Linked DNA regions of Mus musculus: regions 1, 2 and 4 are each linked to region 3. Evidence: chromatin contacts called from public Hi-C and promoter capture Hi-C data. All regions are on one chromosome and are shown on one strand. Each heading gives the region's core, a stretch centred on a gene start, on an enhancer-like site or on the middle of the called end of the contact. The rest is flanking DNA. Distances are from core to core; before and after follow the strand shown. Region 1 holds the start of Snx21 (sorting nexin family member 21). Region 2 holds the start of Zfp335os (zinc finger protein 335, opposite strand). Region 3 holds the start of Stau1 (staufen double-stranded RNA binding protein 1). Region 4 holds the start of Zswim1 (zinc finger SWIM-type containing 1).

The links. Promoter capture Hi-C pulls out the DNA fragments that hold promoters and counts their contacts. A called contact is a pair of places that touch in the nucleus more often than the background predicts.
Region 1: a contact with region 3 is called in a promoter capture Hi-C map of liver, with 5 times the contacts expected there. The contact joins the promoter of Snx21 here to the promoter of Stau1 in region 3. A contact is called at or near these places in 5 of 39 promoter capture datasets (the 3T3-L1 cell line, 3T3-L1-derived adipocytes, hippocampal neurons and 2 more).
Region 2: a Hi-C map of B cells shows a contact between it and region 3, with 7 read pairs. The contact joins the promoter of Zfp335os here to the promoter of Stau1 in region 3. A contact is called at or near these places in 4 of 39 promoter capture datasets (the 3T3-L1 cell line, frontonasal cranial neural crest, hippocampal neurons and 1 more), 1 of 484 Hi-C or Micro-C datasets (B cells) and 1 of 9 other capture datasets (adipose tissue).
Region 4: a contact with region 3 is called in a promoter capture Hi-C map of pre-B cells, with 2.1 times the contacts expected there. The contact joins the promoter of Zswim1 here to the promoter of Stau1 in region 3. A contact is called at or near these places in 2 of 39 promoter capture datasets (liver and pre-B cells), 1 of 115 datasets of contacts at active chromatin or transcription factors (large pre-B cells) and 1 of 9 other capture datasets (adipose tissue).

What each region holds. Positions count from the first base shown.
Region 1 is chr2:164,784,649-164,787,720 of GRCm38.p6, forward strand. Snx21 (sorting nexin family member 21) reads left to right here and starts at 1,373. Exons shown (of 3, transcript NM_133924.3): 1 at 1,373-1,676; 2 at 2,050-2,207. The coding sequence starts at 1,418.
Region 2 is chr2:164,909,710-164,912,933 of GRCm38.p6, forward strand. It overlaps Zfp335os (zinc finger protein 335, opposite strand), which reads left to right and starts at 1,724. Exons shown (of 2, transcript NR_166490.1): 1 at 1,724-2,041. Zfp335 (zinc finger protein 335) reads right to left here and starts at 2,041. Exons shown (of 28, transcript NM_199027.2): 1 at 1,808-2,041; 2 at 913-1,163. The coding sequence starts at 1,113.
Region 3 is chr2:166,994,641-166,997,594 of GRCm38.p6, forward strand. Stau1 (staufen double-stranded RNA binding protein 1) reads right to left here and starts at 1,659. Exons shown (of 12, transcript NM_001109906.2): 1 at 1,394-1,659.
Region 4 is chr2:164,821,132-164,824,101 of GRCm38.p6, forward strand. It overlaps Zswim1 (zinc finger SWIM-type containing 1), which reads left to right and starts at 1,555. Exons shown (of 2, transcript NM_028028.2): 1 at 1,555-2,069. It overlaps Zswim3 (zinc finger SWIM-type containing 3), which reads left to right. Exons shown (of 2, transcript NM_178375.2): 2 at 1-996. The coding sequence ends at 558.

The sequences.
Region 1 (3,072 bases), core at 123-2,622, 2.2 Mb before region 3:
ACAGCGACAGTATAACCACATATATGAAATAAATAAATCGTTTAGAAAAATAATCATTACTGTAACTTCATCCTCTGAGACTGACATGTGACAGTGTATGAAATACTTACAAGACGCCATGAGTGCTAAAATCTGAGACCCTTCTGTTCAGTAAAGGCCAGGAAGGTCTTTCCGTTCATATCCTCCATCCCTCTCCCACGCCCTAAAAGGGGATAGGAGATACTTAATTTTGATACTGTCTGAGATAATTTTGAGGCAGGGTCTCTATTTAGTTCTGGACCTCAACAGTAAACCAGGCTGTTCTTGAACTCACAATGATCCTCCTACCTTTGCCTCCCGAGAGCCAGGGCTAGGATTAATGGCATGAGCCACAGGAGCACCACACCTGGCCTTTGAGATAACTTGTTTTATTGTCTAACTAGCCAAATCTGCCTGCTAGGTCTGACATGTAAGCCTTGGGACAGGGATCAGCAATCATTTTCCTGACTACTGCTACCCTGCAGTAAAAGATAAACTGCAGTTCTCCAAGAGAGTTATAGAGATTACCCAAGCAACCCCGCACGCGTGGGAAAATAAATCAGTTCAAGAGCTCCCACGCTAGAGATCTCTGACAAACTGGGCAACCTTGAACAAGTAACAGCCTCTCTGGATGTTTTCCTCTTTGACTACTTCCCCCAGGTTAAGTTCAAACGAAACTGGGAAGGGCTAGGTTTCTCACACAGGCACCGGACTGGGGTTTTTACAAGAGCTGAAAATTTAGTATGAGTGAAAATTTAGTATGAGTATTAGTATTCTTGTTTCATATGAGAAAACCTAGGCTGGACGAAACCGGATTTCAAGCTTCACTCAAGGGAGAGCCGAGCTCCCAAATGCCGCGAAATTACACTGTAAAGTTACATGGCACTGTATGGAGATTAGGGGTAAAGCTTGGGGCGGCCTCAGGAGACCAGGAGGGGTGGGCGAGTCCAAGAGGGGGCGCGGCCACCACGATCCGGCTGGGTTTCGGGGGAAGCCTTGGCCCGCCCGGCTGCCCTCCGCGTCCCTCCCGCAGGCAGCGGCTTGGGATTCTAACAGCTCCGGGAGAGGGAGCTGGCGGGGCGGAGGCGGAGCGGCGGCAGGAAGCAGCGAGGCGGCGCCGTGAGCTGCCTGGGCGGAGAGCCTCTTAAATCCGCCAGGCTGCTGCACCAAATCCCGGGAGCCCGCCCCGAACGCACTTGGGACGCGGTGGGTGGAGGCGCGTCCCGGCCTGCGGGAGGAACAGGGCAGAGGCCGGCCTCCCGCACGTCCCCAGCGGCCGCGGCCCGTGGGCGTGGCCTCTTGTGCCACGCCCCTGACACGCCCCCGGGTCCCTCTCCGGGCGGGGGTCCCCTCCCTCTTCAGCCCTGGACCCAGCGTGGCGCGCTCCCCCCTGGGTGCCATGGCCTCGCGGCTCCTACACCGGCTGCGACACGCCCTGGCCAGCGATGGCCCCGGGGAGGCGGCGGCGGGCCCAGAGGCCGAGCAGTTCCCTGAGAGCTCAGAGCTGGAGGACGATGACGCCGAGGGCCTGTCCTCCCGCCTCAGTGGCACCCTCAGCTTCACTAGTGCGGAGGATGACCCTGACGACGAAGACGAGGACGACGAGGCGGGCCTCGACTCGCCGCCCTCAGGAGACGGGGCATCGGGAGAAGACGCAGGCGAGTGCGGGAGGACAGACAGGAACCCCGGGGCTCGGTTAGGCCTCCCCGCTGGACGCGGTCCGAGGGCATCCTGAGTTTTCTCTCTGAAACTATTGACACTATAAGCTCTTCCAGACACGGTTTGGCTGTGTGACCTTGACTCACAACACTATGGGAATCACACCATCTCGGGTTTTTTGTAGATATTAAATGCACAGGACCAGGGAAACAAACGTGTGTGCTAGCTGCTTCGGGTGGAGGTTTAGCATCCACTGTAAGCCAGGCGCTGGGGTGAAGCACATCTCGCTTCTGTGAATGAGGTCATGGCATTTTGTTTACGTTAACTCTGGAGCTAGCCACCCCCATAATGACGGGTCATGTGCTTGTGCAGAACGAAGTCCCCCACCTGATGGACAACGGAGCAGTCAACTCCTGGCCCGCCAGCTGCAGGATTTCTGGAAAAAGTCTCGGAACACCCTAGTTCCACAGAGGCTGCTCTTTGAGGTGACCAGCGCCAATGTTGTCAAAGACCCTCCCTCCAAGTACGTGGTGAGTGAGGTTCCAGGAACCCTTGAGCAGCGAGTCTAGATGTCTAGCTGAGAGAAAGGAAATAGCACAGATTTTGGGGCGGGGGTCGTGGCCATGCAGTTATAAAAGGATGTCCTTATTTTACACCTGGGGGAACTGAGACCAGATGAGAAGATGGGTGTCAACTGAACACGTCCTCAGGCAAATGACTTAGTTTCTCTAAAACTGAGAATGTGGCCTTAGGAGTTGCCTCCTGTCCTAGTCTTGAGGTTACGAGAACTGATGTGTGTTTCTTTCTGTACCCTGTGGGTTTCTGTCAACCGCAGCAGGACACAGTATTGAGACCCAGTGGCATGGGTCAGGATTAAGGAAATGGGCTTTGGATCCAGACCAGTCTTGATTCACATCCCCTGTGTTTACCAGTGGCTTCCCCTTGGGTGGGTTCTGTGGCCTCAGTGGCCCCCAGTTTCCTCTTTTGAGCAATAGGCAATACATGGGATTATAATAGGAGGTAAATGAGGCCAGGCGCAGGGAAACCTTAGCATTGTCTGGCACTGTGATAGATTAAAACTGTAGCTGTATAGTGTCAAATTCCCCAATCTGAAATGCTTGAAAATCTGAAGCATTTGAGTGTCCACGTGAGGCCGCAAGTGGAAAATTCCACACCTAACTTCACTTGATATGTGTGCAAAATGTAGGCCCATTTAAAAAATATTGCACAGGGACTTGAAAGGCTGAAGCAATAAGACTGCCCCCAAGTTCAAGGCTAACTACGGCTACATATTTAGATCCTGTCTCAAAAAAAAAAAAAAAAAAAAAAAAAAAGCCAAACAACAAATTGGAATGTATCTCATTGATATAGCAGCTGCTTATAGTGCTGCAGACC
Region 2 (3,224 bases), core at 474-2,973, 2.1 Mb before region 3:
TTCCATGATCACTACCCAGCTTTCTCACAGCCATTTAGGCACTGCCCCCTCTAGAGGGCAAGCTGGACCTTACTCAGGACCTTTCTGCTCCTGCACACTTCCCTTCAGAGACCAGTCACCTCACCACACTGGAATGACAACAGGTTGGGTCTACTCTCTGAGAAGAGAAGCTTTCCTCTATGGACCCAGTTCCTCAGCACAATCCCAGCCCACCCCCGCACCTCAACATTTTCCACACCAATCTGTGTTCTCTGCAAGGACCTGGACCACACCTGTCCTGTCCCTAGCAGTAACCCTGTAATATAGCATAAGTTAGACCCCCAGGGTAGGCCCACTTCTGCTGACATAATGAAACCCTAAACTGCACACCCAGGGCCACTACTTCATATCTCCATCAAGTGGAGTCCAGATACAATCCCCATCTCGCAAAATTACTTATGAAGCTACCAGAGATGACTATGTTTCTAATTTTCACTTAACAGAGAAGATGAGGGCTAGAACCTGGGTAACCTGCTCAAATCACAAAGTAATGGGTCAGGAAAACATGGCTCAGTTTCCCCTTACAGCCTAGCACCCATAGAACCCGGCCCTCCCGTTCCATTTGACAGATGGGAAGACTAAGATAACTGAGATGGATCAACATTTGAACCGGGCTCATGGAGCCTGAGGGCTCTGGGTAAGACCATGGATAATTCTGGCTCTGTCGATAGCAAGCACGCTCTGCCTCAGTTTCCCTTTCTGAAGATTCTGGAAACAAGTGGTTTAAGTATGTCTCTTAGCCATGGGACTTGTCAAAACCGACCACAGCAGTTTGGCATGGCATGGCTTGGCGTCTGCCTCAAAAACAGTTATTTTCTACAAGTAGGCTTTGCTGACGGTCCCCCTGCCCACACCATCCACACTGATCCATACCACAGAGTGGTTGCCACCGTCCGAGCTCTGCCCGACGCCAGAGTCGTCAGCCTCCGTTAATCCTGGGACGGTCGCAGCGTCGCTGCTGTCCGCGGACACAGCTTCCGAGGTGCACACACCCAGGCCGCTCTCAGAAGGCTCCTCAGGCTGGCCGGGCCGAGGGGCCGCGTCGCTACTGCTCTCCACCTCGTTCTCCTCCATTGGTTCTGGGGACCGACTGACAGCGAAGCGCGGGGTTTGAGGCTTTCACTCTGCTGGGCGATACGACCATGGTTGCAACAAGTGGTCCACCTTTCGGGCCCGGCCAAGCAGAACCCACCCAGATGCACCGGTGTGCCCATTCTGCAGATGCAAAGACTGAGCATCGGACTAGATGGGACGGGGTTTCCTGGAAAGGGAACCTTCCAGAAAAGAATAGGGACGCCTGGCCTCTCAGGCTAGGACCCTTTGGGAAGAAGGGTGGTCCCGGTGGGTGATCACGGCTCCTTGCTCCTCCCAGAGGCATGAATCGACCCTGGGCGGACACAGCGGCCCGGCGCTCCGGCCCCCGTGTCCCCTCGGATGAGGAGCCGGTGGTACAGCCCGCAGGCCCCCGGGGTCAGTGGTTCACTCCCCCTCCCCGGACTCCCCTGCGGAGGGGGCTGACAGCGACGGTCGCGGGGCCTGGTGTCTCGGGGCTGTCCCCGGCGCTGCCTGAGCTCCAGGCCCGGCGCCATCTTGTGGCGGCGCTGGGTTTCCGCTCAGGCAAATGCGAGAGCGGCTAAAGGGCCTGGGACCCCGGGGCCCTGTTCGGACAGCCCCGCCGGCCCGGGAGTCCGCCACCCGGCAGCCTCGCGGCAGGGCCCCGGTGCACGGCAGTGTGCGGAGGGGCAGCCCGCCTCCGGCTGCCGCTAACCTGAGCCTCTGGCTGCTGTGTCGCTCTCCGACTCCGGCATCGACGAGGTCGCCATCCTCTCACCCCCGTCGCGGAGGAACCCATCGGCCGCCCTCGAACCGGAACTACTTCCGCCGCCGTCCCCCCGGGAGAGAGAGATCTGCGGGGTTTCAGAAGGCCTCTCGGAGGACTCAGAGCCGTCGTCGGGTCCAGGAGGACTCTAGAAGTCACATGCTGCCCGGTGTTAGGGCTGAGGTCAGCTGGGTACGGGGACTACTTTTTCGTGTGGCGGAGGGCTACACGGGAAGTGGCATGACGTCACGCAGGTCCCAGCCCGGACTCGCCGGACAAGGCGCGGCGGAGGCGCCCGGCTCTCGTGGGTGTGGCCCCCAGCGTCTAGCCACACCTCCAGGGGTCGCTTAGAGAACCGTCGCGACCTGGGATGGTTTAGAGGTGTCCAGAGGGGAGGGAACGTCAGTCATTTTCCTGGTTTTTCACCTGTAGCTTAAAGCTCCACTCGAGCCAGATCGGGTTCTCCCGGGTTGGGCTTGCTGTGCCGTAGTACAGATGGCAAAACCGAGGTTTGAGGACAGGAAAGGCTGGTCAGGAATCACAACTAAGGCGACTTGGGGGATCGGGTAATGGCAGAGGTCAGGGATGTTTGAAGAAGAGTTAATGCTTAGGCCACGGTGCACTTCGCAGCTGTATTTCTTACTAGGACTGGAGGGCCAGACACCCAGCTGTCCTCTGATCAGTGTAGGTGTGTTTAGAAGTTGGGGAATTAGCTCAGTGGCAAACACGAGGCCCTGCGTCCTATTCCTAGCATACACACGCGCTCATAGACGCGCATGCACGCACGCAGGCAGTGTTAGGTATTTTTAGAAGTCTACAGTCCTTGGGCCCAGTGTGGTGGTGGCTCATGCTTTTAATCTAGCACTCCGGAGAGGCAGGCTAACCTCACTTGACTTACATAGACCAGCTGGAGCTATGTAGTAAGTTTTTCCCAGAAACCACATGGTAAAAGGAGAGAACCGTCTCTTCCAGGCTGTCCACCCACCTCCACGCGCTCTTAGTGTCATGTGTGCACTTACAGACATAACAATAAATACATGCTTAAAGCCGGGCCCTGGTGCTGCACGCCTTTGAGTCCTAACACTTGGGAGGCAGAGGCAGGCGGATTTCTGTGAGTTTGAGGCCAGTCTGCTCTACATAGTTCCGGAACAGCCAGGTCTACATAGCGAGACCATATCTCAAAACAGAAAAGAGAAGAGAAGAAGAAAAGAAAAAAAAAAGAGAGAAAGAAAAGGAAATGGAAAGAGCCAGGGAGTGGTGGCACACACCTTTAAACCCAGAAATGGAAAGGCAGAAACGGGTGGATCTCTGTGAGTTCAAAGCCAGCCTGGTCTACAGAGTTAGTTTCAGGACACAAAAACCGTGT
Region 3 (2,954 bases), core at 409-2,908:
TCCTAAAAGTTCACTAGAATGGCCAAGACTTCTTCCTCCACACTCCCCAAATGTATTTTTAGTTTTTGCTTCAACAAGTAGTGATGTAATTTACATTTGGTAAGTACAAATCCCTGAAAGATCAAAATCCCAGTTTAAATCTCTTCCAACACTTCCAATTCTCAAGAATTACCGCTACTCAGCCTGGTCTACAGCACAAGCTTCTTCTTCCAGGAGAGCCAGGACTGTGCCGAGAAACCACGTCTCAAGCAAGCAAGCAAGCAAGCAAGCAAACAGAATTATTACAGCTACAAGCAATTGAAAACAGTGACCTTAAAAAAGGCATACAATACAATGGGCAAAACGCAAAACGGAACAAAATAAAAGCTTCGCCCATAAGTAGGGAGGTGAGGCCAGAGCTTAAGAGAAACTGATAACTAGGGAGGGCCTCAGCTAAAGAAAGTTAAGAGCTACAGATGCGAACCAGGAAACCACGGTTTTCGAATCTTTGCATACTCCACCTCCAGAGCCTGACACACAAGAAGGCTCCAAAAAGGTCTGCTAAACCCAAGAGAAGCTTATGCCAGCAACTTTCTCATAAAAAGGAATGGCAATAAGGTTCTGGATGGTGGCAGGGAGACATGGGACAGGGTGCGGAGCCTAGGGGAGCCGGTGAAGTCCCTACAGCTGGTTTCACAGACATGATGATGGCTTTACATCCATACCCTGTCTGCTACAGTGTCCCCATTAAGCGCCCGCCCCTCTCTGGTGCCAAGCGAGCACAATGCTCAGGCACTGCCAGTGGGCACGCGGGATTCTTCTGCCTCGGAGAAAACCCTAGTGGAAAGGAAGGTCAACTTATGTTCCGTCTGCACCCTAAATTATACCTTCATATCATCTTAATAAATTATGCAAACGGCTTATTGGGACACGACGTGGGTCTGGCACACTGATAAGCACTTTACACGCCCCATTTCACTGCACAACTTCACAGCCTGAAGAGGCAGGGACCGGGTTGGGACAGGATTAATACTATTCCCCCTCCTTCTCCCCCTCATAACAGAGACACAAAGAATACGAAGTGACTGACGAAGGGGGCCGAGCCGGGAATTGGCACCTCATCCCGCGGCTCGGCACTGGCCGCGACACTGTGCATAGCACCGAAACCCGGGGGGCCTCCGGACCGACGCTGCCCCTGCCCGCCCGCGCCCCCCGCGTTAACTCCGGCACAGGGCCCACGAGCGGCGCGGAGGGCCCGCCTCCTCCGGGAAGGCCCCGCAGGCGGAGACGGGCCTGGGCCGCGGCTCGCGCGCCCGCAAGGCCTAGCCCACCCGCCGCCCACCTCCCGCTGACGCCGTGCCTGCGTGGGTCCTTCCGCGACCCGCTCCGACCCGGCCCGGACCGGCCGCCTTACCTGGCTGCTTCCCCAGAGCTCGTCCCGGGGCCGGCGGTCTTGGGCGGCGGCGAGGAGGTGAAGAAGCAAGTGAAGACGGCGAGGAAAAAGGGACCGACCAGAGGAGGGAAGAGGCGGAGTGGCGGAGGCGAAGGCGGGCGCCGCCAGGCCGGGGCTCAGAAGAAGGGGGAGCGCACACAGACGCGACGACAGCCAGCGCAAACGCTGAAGAGCGGCTCGGGGCCCGCAGCCTGGCAGGAAGTGACGGGGGAGGGGCCGCGCCCGCCCCCGGCCCCCGCCCGCCTCCATGCCGGCCCCACCCCCTACACACCGCGGCAGGAACCACAAGTCCCAGCGGGCGCCGCGTCCCGCATGCGCTCTCTAGGCACGCAAGGCCCACAAGGGCCGGGCACGGCTGCGCTGGGTCCGAGGCATGTTGGGAGTTGTAGTTTCCCAGGAGCTCGGTCTCGGCAGGGAATACAGGCCTCGCTTCCTTTCTTTTCTAGGCTTTCTGTTCCCTTCCTACAGTCACCCCTTTTTCCCTACGCTAACTTTTGTTAACCTGCTGCTGCGTGCAAGACCGAAAGCTGAGAATACAGTGAGAATGCACAAGTCCCTGCCCTTATGGAGTTTACTGGGGAAGTCAGAGTAAATGAAGTCTGAGCCGAAAACAGACAAGCACAAGTGCTGTCTGGTTCCTTTCCCGCAGCTCTAAACTGAGTGTGGTTCTGTGGACAAGAGGCTGGTGTGGGCTTGTTTAGTGTAGTCCTGGGGATTGAAGCAAACTTCTACCGCTCAGCTCCATCTTCACTAGTCTTATAGCTTGGGTTTTCTTGCCTTGGTGTTTTGAGTTCAGGCATCCACGGAGTCCAGTGCTGGCGTTGCCTGCCTGGTGTAGGAGTTTCAGGCAGTTGTGAGGTAGATCCTCTTCAAGTGTTCTTAACTGTTAGCCACCTATCTCTCCAGCCCTATAGCAACCCTTTTATGTAGCAACCCTTTTATGTAGCGGGGGAGACAGGTCTTTAGAATTAGATGGGGTCCTTACCGGAGGTTGTGGGAGCTGAGTCGCTGGCATCCTCTGGGCTTTTTTTTTTTTTAAGATTTATTTATTATTATTTGTAAGTACATTGTGAAGAGGGCATCAGATCTCATTATGGATGGTTGTGAGCCACCATGTGGTTGCTGGGAATTGAACTCAGGACCTTTAGAAGAGCAGTCAGTGCTCTTAACCGCTGAGCCATCTCTGTAGCCCCCCTCTGGGCTTATTTTAAGTGGTGCCTGTGGTTGATGCACCTAGGTAAACATCATAGCTAGATACCCAAGACTCCGGGTTCCATCCCTACCCCAAAAGGGGAAAAAAAAAAAAACCTAGCCAGTTGGTGGTGTCTGGAAACACAAACAAACAAACAAATAAATAAATAAAAATAGCATGCCTAACAGCCCAGTCTCCTTGCCAAGGCACTGTGGCTGACTTTGCATGAATTCATGATGACGTCTGCTGTAGCTAAAAAGACCCTCCTCTGACTTGCAGAGACACTGGGGGGCGCCTTTATCTGAATTAAGTCTTCTTAGTTTGCTTTTT
Region 4 (2,970 bases), core at 305-2,804, 2.2 Mb before region 3:
AATGAGTGGGAGGTGGTACAGAATTCCACCCACCTGGTAGACGAGGCCGGCTCCTCAGTGGCTGTTCAGCTGCTAGAGAACTCACACCAGGTGAGCAAAGATGGCTGTAGCTGCAGCTGCTCCTTTCAACAGTGCTACCATCTGCCATGCCGCCACATTTTGGCTCTGTTGCATACCAGCCAGCAGCCAGTAGGGGAAGCCATGGTGTGCTGCCGGTGGCAGAAGAAATACCAGCACCTCCTTGACCCCAATGGGGAGCTGCAAGACCGTGGAATCATCCCAAACACAGATCAGCCTGAAAAGCAAGGTCAGAACCACATGATTCGGGACCTAAGCAGGGAGCTGGCAAACCTGCTGATGCAGACCGAGGGGCCAGAGCTGGAGGAGCGCTGCTCCACCCTGCGCAAGATTGTGGACATCTGGGCAGACCCCTATCAGCTGCCTGAGTCCAGTCAGCAGCCAGTTGACTTCAGAGACGTGGGCTGCCTCCCTTTCCTCTGGGGAAAGCTAGAGGAAGCAGACAGCCCCCCTCTTGCTGAAGCCATGGTTCATGATTGAAGTGTTTGTACTAGTGAACCCATCTCAGAACCACCTTGGGACAGTTCAAAGTGGTGGGTCAGACTGTAGGTCAGTATTTTTATCAGTGTCTTCCTAGGTAAGGGCTAAGAAGATCTTAAAACTCGGGGGAGAGGGACTCCACTGTGACAATCCTTTGACCCTGCCTCATTTCAGCCCTACCTTTGGCGTTCTGTAGACACCTTGTTCATTGTTCAAAGCCAAAGTTATTCCATATGAAAGGGCATGCTCCTTTCTTCCCAGCCTACACAGACGAACCCTTGCCCAGGTTAGGATAAACACAATGGGCCCGGAAAGGAGCTTTGTGTCCAGAGACAGAGGGGGAGGAGGGTAGCCCTTGATTGTCAACTGTTGCTGCTCTTTAGAAAATACCTGTTACGTATTTTTATTCACACTAATAAAGTCGGTTTTTGTTTTGTTTCACGTTTGTGTTTTTTGAGACGGGGCCTCATGTAGCCCAGACTAGCGGCCTCAAAACGTTGTCATTTTAAAGGAACCATGAATGTTGTCTAATGGGGTACTTGACATTCAGAGGGTTAGTAATGCACCCCCATACTCTGCCCTCTTCCTACCAACCTATCCTACAACACAGATGGTAGCTTGTCTTGTTCATTCTGTCCTGTCAGGGACCAGGAGGAAAGACCGACCTAAATCCTAGATTTTACTGCAAGCCACTTGCTGGGACGCTGTGGGCAAATTCCTAATTTAAACTTTTTAATTTTATTTTCGAGAGAAGCCTAGCCTGGAACTTGATGTAGACCAGGCTGGCTTCTGCTTCCCCAGTGCTAGGATTAAATACGTGTGACACCACACCCAGCTGTTTAAGACTTGGTCCTACTAGGTTGCCTGAGTTAGCTTCAAATTCTTGATCCTATCTCAGACCCTGAATAACCGGAATTACAAGCCTCAGTTTCTCCACAAGGCAAAGAATGCAGGATTACATTTGCACCTTTTTCCACCATTCTGTATCTACGGAGCTTGACAGCTCGATAGCCGACAAACTAAATGTTGTCCGTATAAAACACTGCTCTTTTTTATTTTTATTTTGGCCTTTAAAAGGTGCCGCCTTTCCAGCCCCCTAGACCGAAGGGAGGCTTCGCCCTCGGGCGGCCTGTTCCGGGCTTGAACATCCTTCCACAAGCTCTCATTGGTGATTTCTGGCCGAGCCTCTGTAACCCTGGCAACAGCCCCGTCCAGGAGCTGCCAGTCCAGGATTGGTCCGTAACTCCCAAGTTCCACAGCGAGCTCCTTTGGTCTGAGTCATTGTGAAGCTGGCGTGGTGATTGGCGAGGCTGGACGTCAGTCAGTCGGAGGCGGGCCCAGTGGGAGGAATGGCTGCCGCGTCTGCCGGTGCGCGAATGGTCTCGGCCGTGGAGGCGTGAAGCCGGGTCTCAGCGACTAGTGCATTCAGCTTCCACCAGTGGAAGGTGGATTTCGGCTCCGCTGGGCTTGAACACGAACCTCAGCCTTCCGCGTCCCCCACCGGTGTTCAGGTGAGGTCAGAGGCCGCCTTCCCTTCCTGATCCATAATTTGGGACTCTATAGGATGCCATCAGGATCTGGAGCCAAAGCTCGGCTTCCAGCTGTTGTAATGATGGACAGATAGCCTATGCTTTCTACCTCAGTCTTTCATGTGTCTTTGAACCTGAGTCTTTCATCGGCGAAATGGGGACAGTGAATGGAGCCAAATGGGAAACATTTGCATAAAGCATTACATCCAATCAGGATATGTGTAGGCGCAGGAGAGGTTACACACATGCTAGCCCCCTTAAAGTGAAAGGAATTGCCGGCCAGTGGTGGCGCATGCCTCTAATCCCAGCACTTGGGAGGCAGAGGCAGGCAGATTTTAGAGTTCGAGGTCCACAGAGTGAGTTCCTGGACAGCCAGGGCTATACAGAGAAACCGTCTCGAAAAAAGCCAAAAGAAAAAAATAAATAAAGTGAAAGGAATCAAGTTTCAGAGAAGGCAATTGGCTTGCTCAATATTTCACAGCAAATTTTGAGCAGTTTTTTTTTCCTGGTATATACCAGGACCAAAGAAAAAGTTGGTAAGAATTATAAGAATTTGTGAACAGAAAGGCCATGCAAATATTTAGAATGATTTTTAAAAAAGAATTAAATGTTGACACATGCCTTATTTGCAGCACTTGGAAGCTGAGGTGAGAGGATTGCTGTGGACAAGTCAGAGCTACACAGCAGAATCCTTCTGTAGAAAAAGAAGGTCCACATGCCATATGGGTTTTTTTGTTTTGTTTTTTGAGACAGAGGGGTACTCTGTGTAACAGCCCTGGCTCGCCTAGAACTCACAGAGATCAGCCTGCTTCTGCCTCCCAAGTGCTAGGATTGGCCATGTGTTTTCAATCCTCTATACTGCCAGTGAGCTATTATGATCTCC